2 separate regions of the Mus musculus genome follow, and region 2 is linked to region 1. A link is a contact called in public HiChIP or PLAC-seq data. All regions are on one chromosome and are shown on one strand. Each heading gives the region's core, a stretch centred on a gene start, on an enhancer-like site or on the middle of the called end of the contact. The rest is flanking DNA. Distances are from core to core; before and after follow the strand shown.

Region 1 (6,931 bases), core at 3,034-5,533:
TCCTGAATATAATTGGAGGAGGAAAGAGTCCTAAATTTCTTTTCAAAGTACAAAGATTTCTAATGATGGGGTCTTGTTGGTGTCATTAGCATTCATCTGGCTTTTAAGACAGACAACGCCTGTACTGTCACAGTAGTAGTAAGACATCCACCATTTTAACAGTGGAAATTGGCATGTGTTTTCAGATGACATATTTTTTCATCTATGTATCTTTGGTAGAAATAACTGATCTTTTTAAATGTGTGTAATCTTTAGTGTGCCTTTGACCCTTCATTTATGAGGCTGGAGAAAAGCTAGAGCAAGTATTAAATAGAGTAAAAAATCTGAGTAGAATGACTGTTACATAATAAATTAATAATAAACACAGGCAGCAAAAATAAACATGTCAGGGAAACACAGGAAATCTATTCCTTATTTGAGCATTTATAGATCATATAAACAGTATAGATGAAAGCTTATTGGGTGTACATGTGGAATATGCTTACAACGTCTCAAAAGTCATGGTCAGCATTGAGCACTAGTGCTAAAATAGTAAAAAAAAAAAAAAAAAACTCAAAAGGAAAGTATGTATACAAAGCAAGGTTATTTTTATCTAATCTAAATGTAGAATTCTTAGCCACTACTCTTCAAGTTTCATTTTTAATTGGAAATTACCAATGTACCAGATGGAGTTGAGGGACATACTAAACTTGTAGGAATGTATTAACCTTTTAGTATATACCATTACCTATTTTATAATATGTCTTCAGATATTTGAGGGTACCCAATATGGAAGACCTTTGGCTTGTGACTCTCAGTCTTTACTTTTAATCTTTAAGAACATATTTGAGTGACATTCTTCTTACATATAAACTACTTGGATAAAATAATCCTTAGCAAAATAAACAACAGAAAAGAAAAATACCTCACAAGTGATAAAATAAGATGTGGTAAAACTATAATTTGATTTTAAAGTTTAACTTATTAGTAAGTTTATTGATAAGTACTATCCACATAAGAAAATAATACATTATATTGTATGTAGTATTCTATAAAATCTATTACTGAACATTAGAATTATAAATATTTTAATCATCACACTATAGAATCAATTAGAAAATACAAATACCAAAGCCTATTGTTGCAACTTTGTTTTTAGCTATTATATATGAAGGCAAGAATTGTTCAGATTGTATATATGTCTGGCTGCCACATGAATTTTAATACATGTGTAAAGTCTATAAATGTTTAAATAAATATGTCTCTTCCCTTCTGAAACATTTATCAAGTTATTTCTTTGTGTGTGTGTTTGTGTGTGTTCATGTATGCACTTACGCACATGCAACTGCATGTGCAGGTATGTGTCTGAACATGTCTGTACATGTGTGTGTGTGTGGAGGCCACTGTACAATCTCAGGTGCTATTCCTTCTCAGATGTTGTCTGCCTTGGTCTTTGATTTGAAACAGTGGTTTTCACTAGTTGAGTCTTCCTAACTAGGCTAGCAGGACCATTATGCCCAGGTCTATGCCTGTATCTGCCTCCCAAGTGCTGGCTTAAGGGACACATAACACCCCACTGTAAGTTTCACAGAGGTTCTGATGAACTACTGCAGGTCATCATGCTTGCATGGAAAGTATTTTATAGACTGAGCTGTACCCTCACCCTCAACTTACCATTTCACTAGAAGATGCTACATTTTAATTATGTATAGTCATCTTTCTATTTAATAGGATCCAAGAACTTCTTACTCCCATATAATTTAGTACCCATGGGTGTTCTATTTAAACAAAAAGTTCATTAGCTTTTATTTAAGGTAATATCAGATATAATAGATTTCTCCTGCGTGTGGTGTGAGAGGATTAAACCTATGGACAGAAGAGATGCTAGACCATGCAGCTTTATCCAAAACCCTTAATTTATAGTTTTAAAATGTAGCATATGGTGAGTCACAATAAAACCAAGGAAATCCCCTCCATACTTGTGAGCACACAGCACAGGGTCAGGATATGGAAACGATCATCTGATAGATAATCAGTATAAACAGTTACATCCTGTATTTCAGGACAGTTGCTTGCTAGCCCTATTGTGTCTTTCTAGACAGATGTCACACTCCCTTCTTATAGGTGGGGGAGCTTGTACCCCTTCAAATAGCCATCTGTGTAAGGATCAGAATATCATGTGCTCTTACCATGTCCTATGGATTATATGTTTTATTTATGAAATATGCAAAAGTTTTCTATTGAAAACTATGAATTTGTAAGAATTGTTTCTAAGACATAATTATAGCAATTGGAGGGCTATTAGTGTCACAGCAAAAAAATTAAATCCATATATGTCTTCAGTGTGACTATTTCTTGTGATATATTTTTTTTCTCAGGTGCATTGAGTGTGTTTTTATTTTATATATGCAAACATCAATAAGATGACCAATAGTTCACATCTACTCTAGTAATTACTGTGATTAAGACCATTGCCAATAATGAAAGATCATTTTGAAAACAGTTTAGTGAAATGATATACTGACAATATAATGTGCAATACAGTCCTTATGAAATAGTCAAGTGTCATTTTTGAAAAATTTTGAGGTAAGCCACTTTTTATCAATTTTTGTAATATTCCCAAAATATGATCAACTGAATATTTTTATTTAATCAGTGCTATTTTACATAAAAAACAATCATATGAGACTTGAGATAGAGCTCAGCTCACAACAAATATAATCATATGAAGAAATAAAAAATGATTCTTTGAAAAACCTTTCTTGGATATTTTGGGATGTGTTGCTGTGAATTTTTATTTTAGTAATGAAAAAACAGAAAGTGCAATATATTTTTGTACTATGTGTTTCTAAGATGCTTGTTTAACCTTTGTTGACTTTTTTTGCATTAGAAACAATAATGTTGAAAATCATCTAGTTTTAGTTTCCTGTACTTGGAAATAATGAATTCTCAGTTTACTTCAGATCTTTTGCCAAAGGTTTTAAACCGTTGAAGACTGTCCTGTGCCTACTCAGTTCAGAAGGAAAATCAGTCCCCAAACTGTCTCTCTCCCAATGAGAAATAAAAGCTGATGACAAAGTGTAAACTCCTTAAAAACAAAGAATCCACTAGTATTTATCTCACCAACAAAAAGATTGAATTTATTTGAGAAACGTTAGGAATGTATAAACAGGACAGAAATTTTCTGACATCACAACTTCATACTAAAGAAATTAATGTTACTAGTAAATGACGTTTAAAGTTCTATAAGAATGTAAACTTGGCTTTTCCTATATTATTTTTAATGCCAATTGTTATCAAGAGAAAGAATAAAAGAACATACTACATAAGACTGGCTTATCAAATTTACTAATTTATAAATTTTGTGTCTTCTCAAAATAGGGCACAATTCTCTCTAATGACAATGTGAAAATGCATGTCTACTACAAGATATCATAGCTGAACATTCAAATTACAAAAAGAATTTTAAAAAACTAACCTAAAATTTCTCCATTTTAGTCTTCTTACTGTTATGTATTTTAAATATCTACAATTTAACAGATAAAATAATTCCTTCAGAACACTGGTAAGATATTGAACAACCAAGGAATGAAAAATAGGCAGAGAATTCATGATATTAATGGTTAAGTGGAGGCCACCAAACAGAGTTCCATAAAATTATCCTAACCCAATCTTAGCTAACAACATAAAGGGTTGAATCTAATACACAATTGTGAAGACCATAATTGCTCATCAGTATGCAAATTCTTCCATATGTATTTTGATGCACTTAGTCCTCTACTTAAATTAATTTAGAAGTGACAGATAAAATGTCATGTAAGTAGTAGGGTGATGATGTAGGCTGTGAGTGTGCATGTATGCTTGTGTGTGTGTGTGTGTGTGTGTGTGTGTGTGTGTGTGTGTGTGTGAGAGAGAGAGAGAGAGAGAGAGAGAGAGAGAGAGAGAGATGTATGTCACTGTGTGGTTTGTTTGAATGTGTTGTGTGCTTGAATGAGTTTGTGTATGTGTGTGTATACACGTATATGTGCGTATGTGTAAATGGTATGTGTGTGTGTGTGTGTGTGTGTGTGTGTGTGTGTCTGGTGTGTCTGTGTTATACATTTGCAAGTAAGTGTTGCTTTCTAGTACAGTATTTGGTTAGTTTTACTCTGTAAGAAAATAAACTTACCTTCGGTTTTTGGTGTTTCTCCTTGTCTGAGGCATTGGATGGCTTCCTCTTTAGCATTTTGAATTCTGGCCACCTCTAGTGAGCACAGTTGCTGCTGTTACAGAGACAACTGAGAGCAGGCACGGGTGCTCTCCGTGATACCCAGCATCTGATAGCACTGAGGAAGTGTCTGATGTGACACTTCCTCCTCTGGTCAGGATGTGACTTCAGTGTCTGCTTGGTTGAAGGTTTCTTTTTTTTTTTTTTTTTTTTTTCCTTTCCTTCCTTACCGTAATTATTTGGTAACTCTGTACTGTATTCTCGGTGCTGTATTCTATGATATAATTCTTAGCTCACACCTTTGACATGGCTACGGTAATTACTAAGGGTGTAATGGTTTGGAAAACAAAACTTATTTTCTCAGTTTATGTAAAAGAATTTAACACATTAAAAAAGATGGCACAAGAGGAAAATATCTGAACCTTTTAAATGAAATCAAACAGAATATTGTGGATTTTTAAAAGTTTGAGACTATTTAAAGAATTCCATTTTATATTTTTATAATATTTTATTATTTGAGGTTATATAATACACTTACATCATTTCCACCTTTTCATTTTTCTCCTTCCAAATTTTCCAGGGAACCTACCTTTCAATTTCATTGCCCACTTTTTAAATGTGACATATGTCTGTATCTTTCTCAATACATAATTGTATATTTCTACATGACGATCAATTTGAAGTTAAATAATATTAATCCTCCCTAAAGCTACCGTAATAGGGTATAGATTAAAAGTACCTAACTGTAATAGGATTCTAGCTCCAGATATTGATGAGTGGGCATTGGTGACATTGAAAAAGCAAGCATATCATTGTTAAAACCCCCTGATTAATAAAAGAACCACTTCCTGCTACATAGTATACGTACTCTGTACCCTGGTAATGCCTGGTTGGTGGGTGATGCTACCGACTGCTCAGTCCTCTCTCCAGACAAGGCATCCAGTGTCTACTAAGTGGGCCTGGAATAGCCCCAATATGTCTTAAAGGTTTTGCTGAAAGCCAGATCCAGAGATCCAGATAAAAGAGAAGGTTGCTCAGACTTCCTTGAAAAATGAAGCCCTTATCAGATGAGCTTGTGCAGATTGTTTCAAATGCAGGCTCTGGTTAAATGGCCTGCTTCAAGAAAACTTGTACTTTCTGCTCATAAACTCCTCAGATTAAAAACAGTAGCACCATATTTTTAGGAAGTGCTTCTCTAAGAATCATGCTCTGGCCCTCTTTTCTCAGTTGTCCCTCCCACCTCTCTGCCTTCGTCCTGGAGTCCCAGCTGAAATTCACTAATTCGCTTAAATACTAAATTGAATACCCACTCTGTGCTATTGAACGTAGTGGGTACTCAATTTCTATGCAATAAACCTCTTAACTAGCAAGAACAAAATGGTATTTTATGCACTACAATAGAATTGGGTAAACCACTTAAGAGGATTGGAGTTAATAAACAGCTGCAGTGGCAGGAGGGTAATTTTGAGAAGTAAGAGGTTAGTATTTTCAGAACAATGACAGGGGAATAACACCAGACAACCTGAAAACCTAAGGCTCGGTAATTCCCTAGCAGTGTGACTTTCTGTAAATTTTCTGGGTGGTTCTCAGTTAACCCAAGGGAATAAACTATTCCGTCGCCTAAGAAATTAAGAGCCATGAAAAGATATTTTCTTATCTGAGACATCAGTGCTCCTTGTACTCTTCCATCTCTTTGTGAAACGGATGGGAGTTTAATTCAGGAGTGGAATTTGATCAGTTCAGTGAGGAGGATAATGGTGATAGTTCCTAAATGATCGTTTCACTGAGAATCAAAGCTAATGCCAATATGGGCCGCCCTTATGCACCATCACTTCAGAATAGTTTACACCAAAAATTATCTGTAGATAATGAATGAATATTAAATATCAAAGTTATATTTGGAGAATTTTTTATAGTTTACATTTTTATAATGACAACTAAAACAGTGAATATTCAAATTGCTGGTACTAACATTTTGTGTGTGTGTTCAGCTGAAATGCAGTTATGCAACATTTGATATTAACGCTCTTCCAAATTGCCGTAAACCCCTAACTTAAACCTCCATGCCAGTCACTGGAAACACACTTCTAGTTCTTAATTGGTGGTGAGAGCAACTCCAAGAGTCAAACAAAACAATGCATTCTATTGTCATTGTCCTTGGTTACCTCCCAGATGTGAGCATGATATATGGTGATGAAGATAGTACACACTCCAGACATAGGGCTTAGATGAATTAAGCAGGAACTGATCAGGAAAGCTCGTCTGAGAAGTAGCTCCCATGGTGTCAGAAGACATTTATGCAAACTGCTAAGAACTAGTTGCTTAGAAAAATATGCCCAGTGGAACAATCGGAGCATGACTCTCTTGGGGATGACAAACAGCTCTCTCATGGGTTTTATGGCCCAGGCAACAGGAAATCCTTGCATGGTGCTGTAAACGTAGCCAAGGGCCTGTGGCTGGACATGTCATGGACCCTAGAGAAGACCTACTACACTACGAAGGATGAAAGGACAAGGAGTAGGGAGGGGTTCAGGATCTCAGATGAAATAACAAGGGGACTCAGGTGTATATGTAAATAAAGATTAAGTGTATGCACATATGAAATTATCAGAGTATAAATTAGATGATTTTTATAGTAAACAATATTATACTTAAGAATTACATATAAACATCTGTTTGTATATCTAAGCATTTGACCAGTTTTAATACCATAAGGTGGATTCAAATTGTAAATAAAATTAATAT
Region 2 (6,641 bases), core at 1,128-3,627, 75 kb after region 1:
TATACATATTATATGTAATATATGTATATAGCCATTATACTCTGTAGGAAAGAAAACATATATGGACAATAATTAACAGTTGCAGCTGAGGTTTAGTTAGAAAGTTGATGGTTAACAGTGAGTGTTCCATAGAACCACCAGATCTCCCTGAGCAGTCTTATCATGGCAAAAAATAGAGATGAACAGGAGTTGTAGTGTAATATAATAGAAAGTAGCCAGCCTCTGAAAACATACAAAGATACAGACAGAGGTGTGTGCATGTGTGTGTGTGTGTGTGTATGTGTGTCTGTGTGTCTGTGTGTCTGTGTGTATATGTGTGTGTGTGTGTGTGTGTGTGTGTGTGTGTGTATAAGTTGAATCTACTGCATCTTGACATTTAACAATTTGGGGGGGGGGAATGTGTACAGAAAACCATATATTTAAAAATATTACAAGGACTGAAGTGGCAAAGTTCAAAGAATTGGCAAATCAGGATCTGCAACAGAAAAGTGGAAGTAAATACATAAAAAGGCATGAACCAAAAACTGTACTTATTTGGACCCTGATTGACATAAGCCAACTCTAAAACACAACGTGAGCCAACAATGGCTCTTTAACCTTTGCTCTACATGTAGGGATGTTCTAGAACTTTTTCTTGTTTGTGTTTAGTGAAGTAGAGGTATTGTGATTACATATTTAAATAATAGTTCTTATTTTATAACTACATATTGAAGCATAAAATCATATGCATGAGTTCTGCTTTATAAAAACACCCAGTGGGGATAGGAATCAGAGGCTAAACTGAGTAAAGAGAAAACAATATTGATGCTTGTTCAGGCTTGACAGCATGAACTCATCTTTACTGTTTCTGCTGTGATAAAGGATAGCAATATGATGATTGAAGCAAGGAGTTTGACTTGTATGTGTGGATAAATACACACATCCTGTGCACACAACCAACTTGGTTGCAGCTTTTTCTCACTGTTGATAGCCCTTAAAGCCAAGTTTAGCCTTTTCTATAAACCTCGGGGTTAAAGCAAAACTAATTACAAAAGTTTCTTTTAATGTGTCAATGCAACCATGGCACAAGGCTTATGTTCAAACAGCCAATATCTGACTTGAGTTAAAGCCCACTCCACAATAGGGAATCCTTATGCTACACTGCTCAGGTGACAAAGAGCTTGAGAGTAGACAGGCCAGGGGTCTAGAGGGAAACCAAATGCCACTGTTCCATTGCAATAAGATGGCTCCTAACGAATTCTGCTGACTCAAAGATCAATCGAAGCAACCCTGGGGAAGAGGAAGCAGAGAGTATAAGAACCAGAGGGGATGGAGGACACTGAGGAAAGAAGAAGCTCTGAGGATCCCAGCACACATGAACTCGCAGACTGATGCAGCATCAGCATCCACCAAGCCGGCATAGTCTGGACAAGATGGGATCCTATAGCCAAAAGGAGAAATGGGCACATAAGGCCTTCATAACACAAAAGCTACCCCCAATTCGTAACCACTTGCAAATAAAAATTTAATCTTCTCTAAACTGTCTCTCTGGGAAACAGACTATTCTCAAGGGTAGGCCACAATCACAGCAGCAGATGGCCAATAGCAAATGAACTTATTTTATCTTTTTTTATCTTATATGTGTGTGTGTGTGTGTGTGTGTGTGTGTGTATGTCTGTGTGTGTGTTTGTGTATATGAATATATGTGTATCTCTGTATCTGTATATTTGTATGTCTATGTGTTTGTGTATATGTGTGTGAATATGTGTGTGAATGTATATGTGTGTGTCTGTGAGTTTGTGTATATGTATGTATGTCTATATGTGTATTTGTGACCATATGTCTGTATGTGTTTCTCTGTGAGTATGTTTCTGTGATTGTATGTGTGCTTCTGTGTGTGCCTGTGTGTTTGTGTGTATGCCTATGTGTGTGTGTATGTGTGTTACTCTGTGTGTGCCTGTGTGTTTGTGTATGTATCTGTATGTCTGTGTATGTGTTTGTCCGTGTGTGTTTGTGTGTGTGTGTGTGTGTGTGTGTGTGTGTGTGTGTACCTTTTTATGCATATGCAAAGTCCAAAGGACAACTTCAAGTCCTTCCTAGTAACTTGTTTAGGAAAGGGTATCTGTTACATACCTCTGTGTATGCCAGGGTAGCTGACTGCCATCATTTGAATGAGATGTACCCCATAACTCTTAGGCATTTGGATTCTTGGCCTCCAGTTGGTGGCCATTAGGAAGGACTCAGAAATGTGTATTTGCTGAAGGAAGTATGTCACTAAAGACAAGCTTGTGGTTTTAAGTGACTCATGTCATTTTATGTCTTCTTTCTTTGCTTCCTGGTTGTGGTTTTTCATGTGAGCTAAACTACTGCTCCAGCCGACATACCTGATGTATGTTCACATGCTTTCCTGTCACAATGCCATGATTCTTATCTCTCTGGAACCATGCACCAAATAATCTCCTCCTTTTATAAGTGGCCTTGGTCATGAAAAGAAAAACCTGAGGCAGAAATTGGAACATGGGAGTCAGGTATTACAGAGACAGACCTGACCATGTGGATTTTTCCACAATTATGGAAGATTTGGATACTTTGAACTAGAAAAGTAGTTGAACACTCTAAAGAGAACTCAGTGGGACATTCTAATAGGACCTAGAAAGTCAGGAGTGCTGAGGGCTTTGCATACTATAAAGACCAAGCACATGATGTCTTAGGGGGACCAATATTAGCAACTGGACTGGAGACCATTCTTGTGATGTTTGGGCAAACATGTGGCTACTTTTTGTCCTTCCCCTAAGAACTTGCCTGAGCTTAAATTTTAAAGTTGTGGAATAATTTCTTTGGTGGAGGAGATTTCAAGGCAGCCTAGTACTGATTCTGTCACATGGTTATTTGACGACACCTTTGGGCAGATCTACAGTGAGAAACAGGCAAATGGGGCAGAAATAAATACAAGATAAGAGTCTTGAGAAAAGAAGGACACTGGAAAGTTTAATGTTCAAGCCAAGGCTTGTGCTGGAAGAGAGGCTGTAGCTGTTAAGGAAATGTGTACCATTATGGAGGGGTCGAAATGCATTTGGAACAAAGGCAATGGCCCAACTCCATCCAGCTAAGACCCCACCCAGCTGTTCTTCCAGCTTGTGACAGGAAAAGACTTTAAAGAAGTTTCTGCTCCTACAAAGCAACAAGAAACACAAGCTGCTGCCCATGTGATTCAAGGGGAGGTGGGCTCACCCCAAGTTGGCAGTCAAACAAGGCAATGTTGTCCACATAGCTCTGGCTTTAGAATCATAAAGAACACAGAAGAAAATGGGTCATGGCATCTTCCTCTACTGTTATGGAGAGCTGCTAAAGCTAGGTTTGTATCAGAGGGGTCTTGGGATGAGGCCTTTGGGTAAAGCTGTATAAAGGAATCCTGGGTTACATTAAAGACCACGAGATGTTGGACTTGCCAAGGCCATGCGAAATATGCCAAAGAGTACTGCACACAGGGAGTAGAACCATCCCAAGAGAAAGAACGAAGTTGCAGGCAGCATAAAAGAAAGAACAGAGCCATCTAAGCCCTTACACATTAGACACAGGGCTTGAGTTTCCTGATGGCTTTTAGTCTTTCATTGATCTACTCTATTCTCACTATGAGCTAGTCCCCATTCTTCCCTTCTGGGACTGCAATGTATGTTCCATTCTAATATTTGTTGGAGTATGTACTTTGTCTTTTTGGTTTTGAGGGGTTTTTTTTTTTTTAATTGTCGTTGTTTGTTTTTTTTTAAGACAGGGTTAAAAGTAAGATGTTGCCTTAAGTCTCAGAAGATACTTTGGAATTCGCTCCTAAGTAGTGTTGATATTGAAAGAATATGGTAACTGTTGAGGTTCTTAATGCATTTGGCATTAATATAGGGCCACAAGACTATGGGAGGCAGGGAGTGAAATGTGCTGGTTTGAATGAGTCACACCCCAGAAACCTTAAGTATCTGAATACTTGAGTTTTGGAGGTTTAGGAGGGGTGGCCTTACAAGGGGGAGTAAGTTACTAGGGGCAGACTTTGAAGTTTCAAGATTCATGCCTTTCTGAGTTGTCTCTCTTTGTTTCCTGCTTATGGTTCAAGATGTGAGGTCTCAGCCTCTAGCCCAGCCAACATGCATGTTGTTCCCATGTTAAATGCTTCTCCTCCATGATGGACTCATTCCCCCAGAGTCGTAAGCCAAATAAACCCTTCATTCTATAGATTACCTTGATCATGGTGTCCTATTGCTGGAATCCTAGCACATTCTCTTGTGTCCACCACCCATCTCGCCATAGGAGCCCAGAGACTCCGAGTATAGTGATGTAGTATCTGACTTTACATGCGTTCTGGGACCCATGACCCATGACCTCAGGTCACCATGTTTACAGGGTAATCACTGTTTTCACTAGGACATCTCCCAGACCAAGTTAATAAAATAAAAATTCATTTAAAAAAATTTAATACAAAATGCTATGGACAGGTATCTAGCATGTGTTCAGAATTGAAAAATGTCTTCCATATTTGTTTATTTAGTTAAGAGTCTGGGCATCCTGGTCAATTTAGTTGACATCAAAATGTCATGATGTGGTCAACCCTGGACATTTTGGAATCTATAATTTGTGAAAGGACCAATCAGAGGCCAATATCTATACTTCCCTTTGAGAACTTGCCCTAAAAGAATTAATCTCCTATCCATACAAGAAGGAGTGAACAGCTGGAAGGGGTAGAGGTGGGTCAGGAGATTGGGTTGTAGAAAGGGTTGAACAGGGCTCTCCTGCTCTATTTAAAATATCTCTGTTGTGATTTCCGTCTTTAGGACTGGATAATATCTAGCCACACTTCCCAGACAGAAGCTCTGAACTGTTAATGAGCCAGTCATATACTAGGGGTGCATTTATGTTCTCAACTGGAAGAAAGTTAGGGGTGGGACAAAAAAAAATATGCCACTAGGTTGAGTAGAGCAGGAGAGGCCAAGTCTCAGAAGAGAGAACTTTGCACAAAAAGTATTTGGTCTCAGAGCAATCCAGGATGCGAGGAAGCCGGTTGCTGTGGCATCAGCAATCCGTCTGGAAGTCCCTCATAAAGCAGCTTCCTGTGCCCGGGCATTTCTTGCTTATTAGCTGAAATCCCATTACCTTATGCAACATGTTTGTGTCACAGCTTTTAGCAGCATGCACTGCGGAATGTAAAGCTAGCCCTGACCTAAATAACCAAACCTCTTTCCAAACACATTTCTGTTTAGATTAGAAGAATTCCTTAGAAGATTAAATAGGTCACTGATAGACACATGTTTGGAGTAGATTCCTACTTTAACCCAAGCCTAGTTTAAACACATTTCTTCTTCTTAAAATTTAATTTTCACACCCATGCCTATGGGAATGTCCCAACCCAAAATTCTTGAACATCAGCATAAACAGAGAAACAGCAGTGGGTAACACACACCTATATTTGTGCATGACAGAAGGAAATGCTTCAGGAAGTTCACTAACATTGTACATTGAAAGATATAAGAATTTACTGCTTATGAAGTAAATTTGACTTACGTTTTTCTTTTTGGGTTTTCAGCTTCAAAGTTAGGAACTTCCTATTGAATAAAATATAATAATTAGTCAAAGGAAATAAGGAGATTATTTGGGGAGGTATATTTTATCCTTGTATGTAAGCTATCTATAATTCATTTTGACATTTTCCTCATAAAGGATTTTTTTCTCTCTGTTATTTTGGTAATGTCTTATAGAATCTTGATGTTAGGGTTTTCCCTCCTTTTGTTTTGTCTTTTTAACTTTGGCGGTGTGTGTGTTTGTGTGTGTGTGTTTGCAGTGTAGTGTATACATGTATCATGTATGGTGCATACTTGTGTGCATATATATGTACAAGAGGGTAGAAGACAATATTGGATGTCTGCCTCTGTCGTTGTCTGCCTCTTTTGCTCTCTGCTTCATTTCCTTGAGGCGGTGTTAAAGAAACTTTTATTGGCCTGATGTAACTGTCCAAGGCTTACTGCTGAATAAGCTCACCCTCTCTAGTTCTTTCTGAACTCTAGCTGGCTAGTTCATTGTTTGGGATTAAAGGTGTGTACTAACAGGTTCCAGACAGAAGGATTAAAGGCATGTGCTAAGGGTGACGCCTCATTCCAGCTGGATCACACAGACCTAGAAGGTCTTTGCGTAGCCATGTTGCTGGATTAAAACTCCTCTATAAGACAGGATCTCTCACAGAACTTGACAGTCACTGTTTTCTGTTACACTAGTGGTCAGGAAAACAGCTGGGTGATCTTCCAGCCCCCAGTTCGTCCCCCCCCCCCCCATCCCTCCGGTACTCCTCGAGTGTTGAGTTGCAAGCATGTGCATCCACACCTATATATGGATTTGGGGTCTCAGGATGCAAATTCAAGTCCTCATGCTTGTACAACTAGCAGTGTTGCTCACTGACTCATCTTCCCAGCCCATGTCCCTGTAACTTCGAGGGACTCAAGACACTCTATTACTAAGAAGTATACTTCATTTTATAAACTTCCACCCGTTTAAATGATAATAGATCTTAAAATGAAAATATGTAATTTAATCCTCAGTAACTCATCCCACAAAGGCCCAGGGGGAAATAAGTCTGGCTGAGTATGTTCATTACATTATAACATATCTTCTGTTGAGAAAGATTCTGA

The links. HiChIP or PLAC-seq counts read pairs in DNA pulled down with a chosen protein or histone mark.
Region 2: an H3K27ac HiChIP or PLAC-seq map of the HPC-7 cell line shows a contact between it and region 1, with 7 times the contacts expected there. The contact joins the enhancer-like site here to the promoter of Samsn1 in region 1. A contact is called at or near these places in 1 of 39 promoter capture datasets (macrophages), 1 of 15 datasets of contacts at CTCF or cohesin (CD8 T cells), 9 of 484 Hi-C or Micro-C datasets (the G1E-ER4 cell line, the HPC-5 cell line, Th2 cells and 5 more), 3 of 115 datasets of contacts at active chromatin or transcription factors (the 230-238 cell line, the HPC-7 cell line and bone marrow-derived macrophages) and 1 of 9 other capture datasets (adipose tissue).

Annotation. Positions count from the first base shown.
Region 1 is chr16:75,904,983-75,911,913 of GRCm38.p6, forward strand. It overlaps Samsn1 (SAM domain, SH3 domain and nuclear localization signals, 1), which reads right to left and starts at 4,284. Exons shown (of 8, transcript NM_023380.2): 1 at 4,148-4,284. The coding sequence starts at 4,204.
Region 2 is chr16:75,981,709-75,988,349 of GRCm38.p6, forward strand. No RefSeq gene overlaps it. Among named protein-coding and RNA genes, the nearest start is that of Gm15555, 16 kb to the right of the region's middle. Within about 2 kb of position 2,378, at least 46 of the 459 cell types and tissues checked have an H3K27ac peak or open chromatin away from gene starts, as enhancers often do. A contact at or near this core is called in CD8 T cells, the G1E-ER4 cell line, the HPC-7 cell line and 4 more, where this site is marked.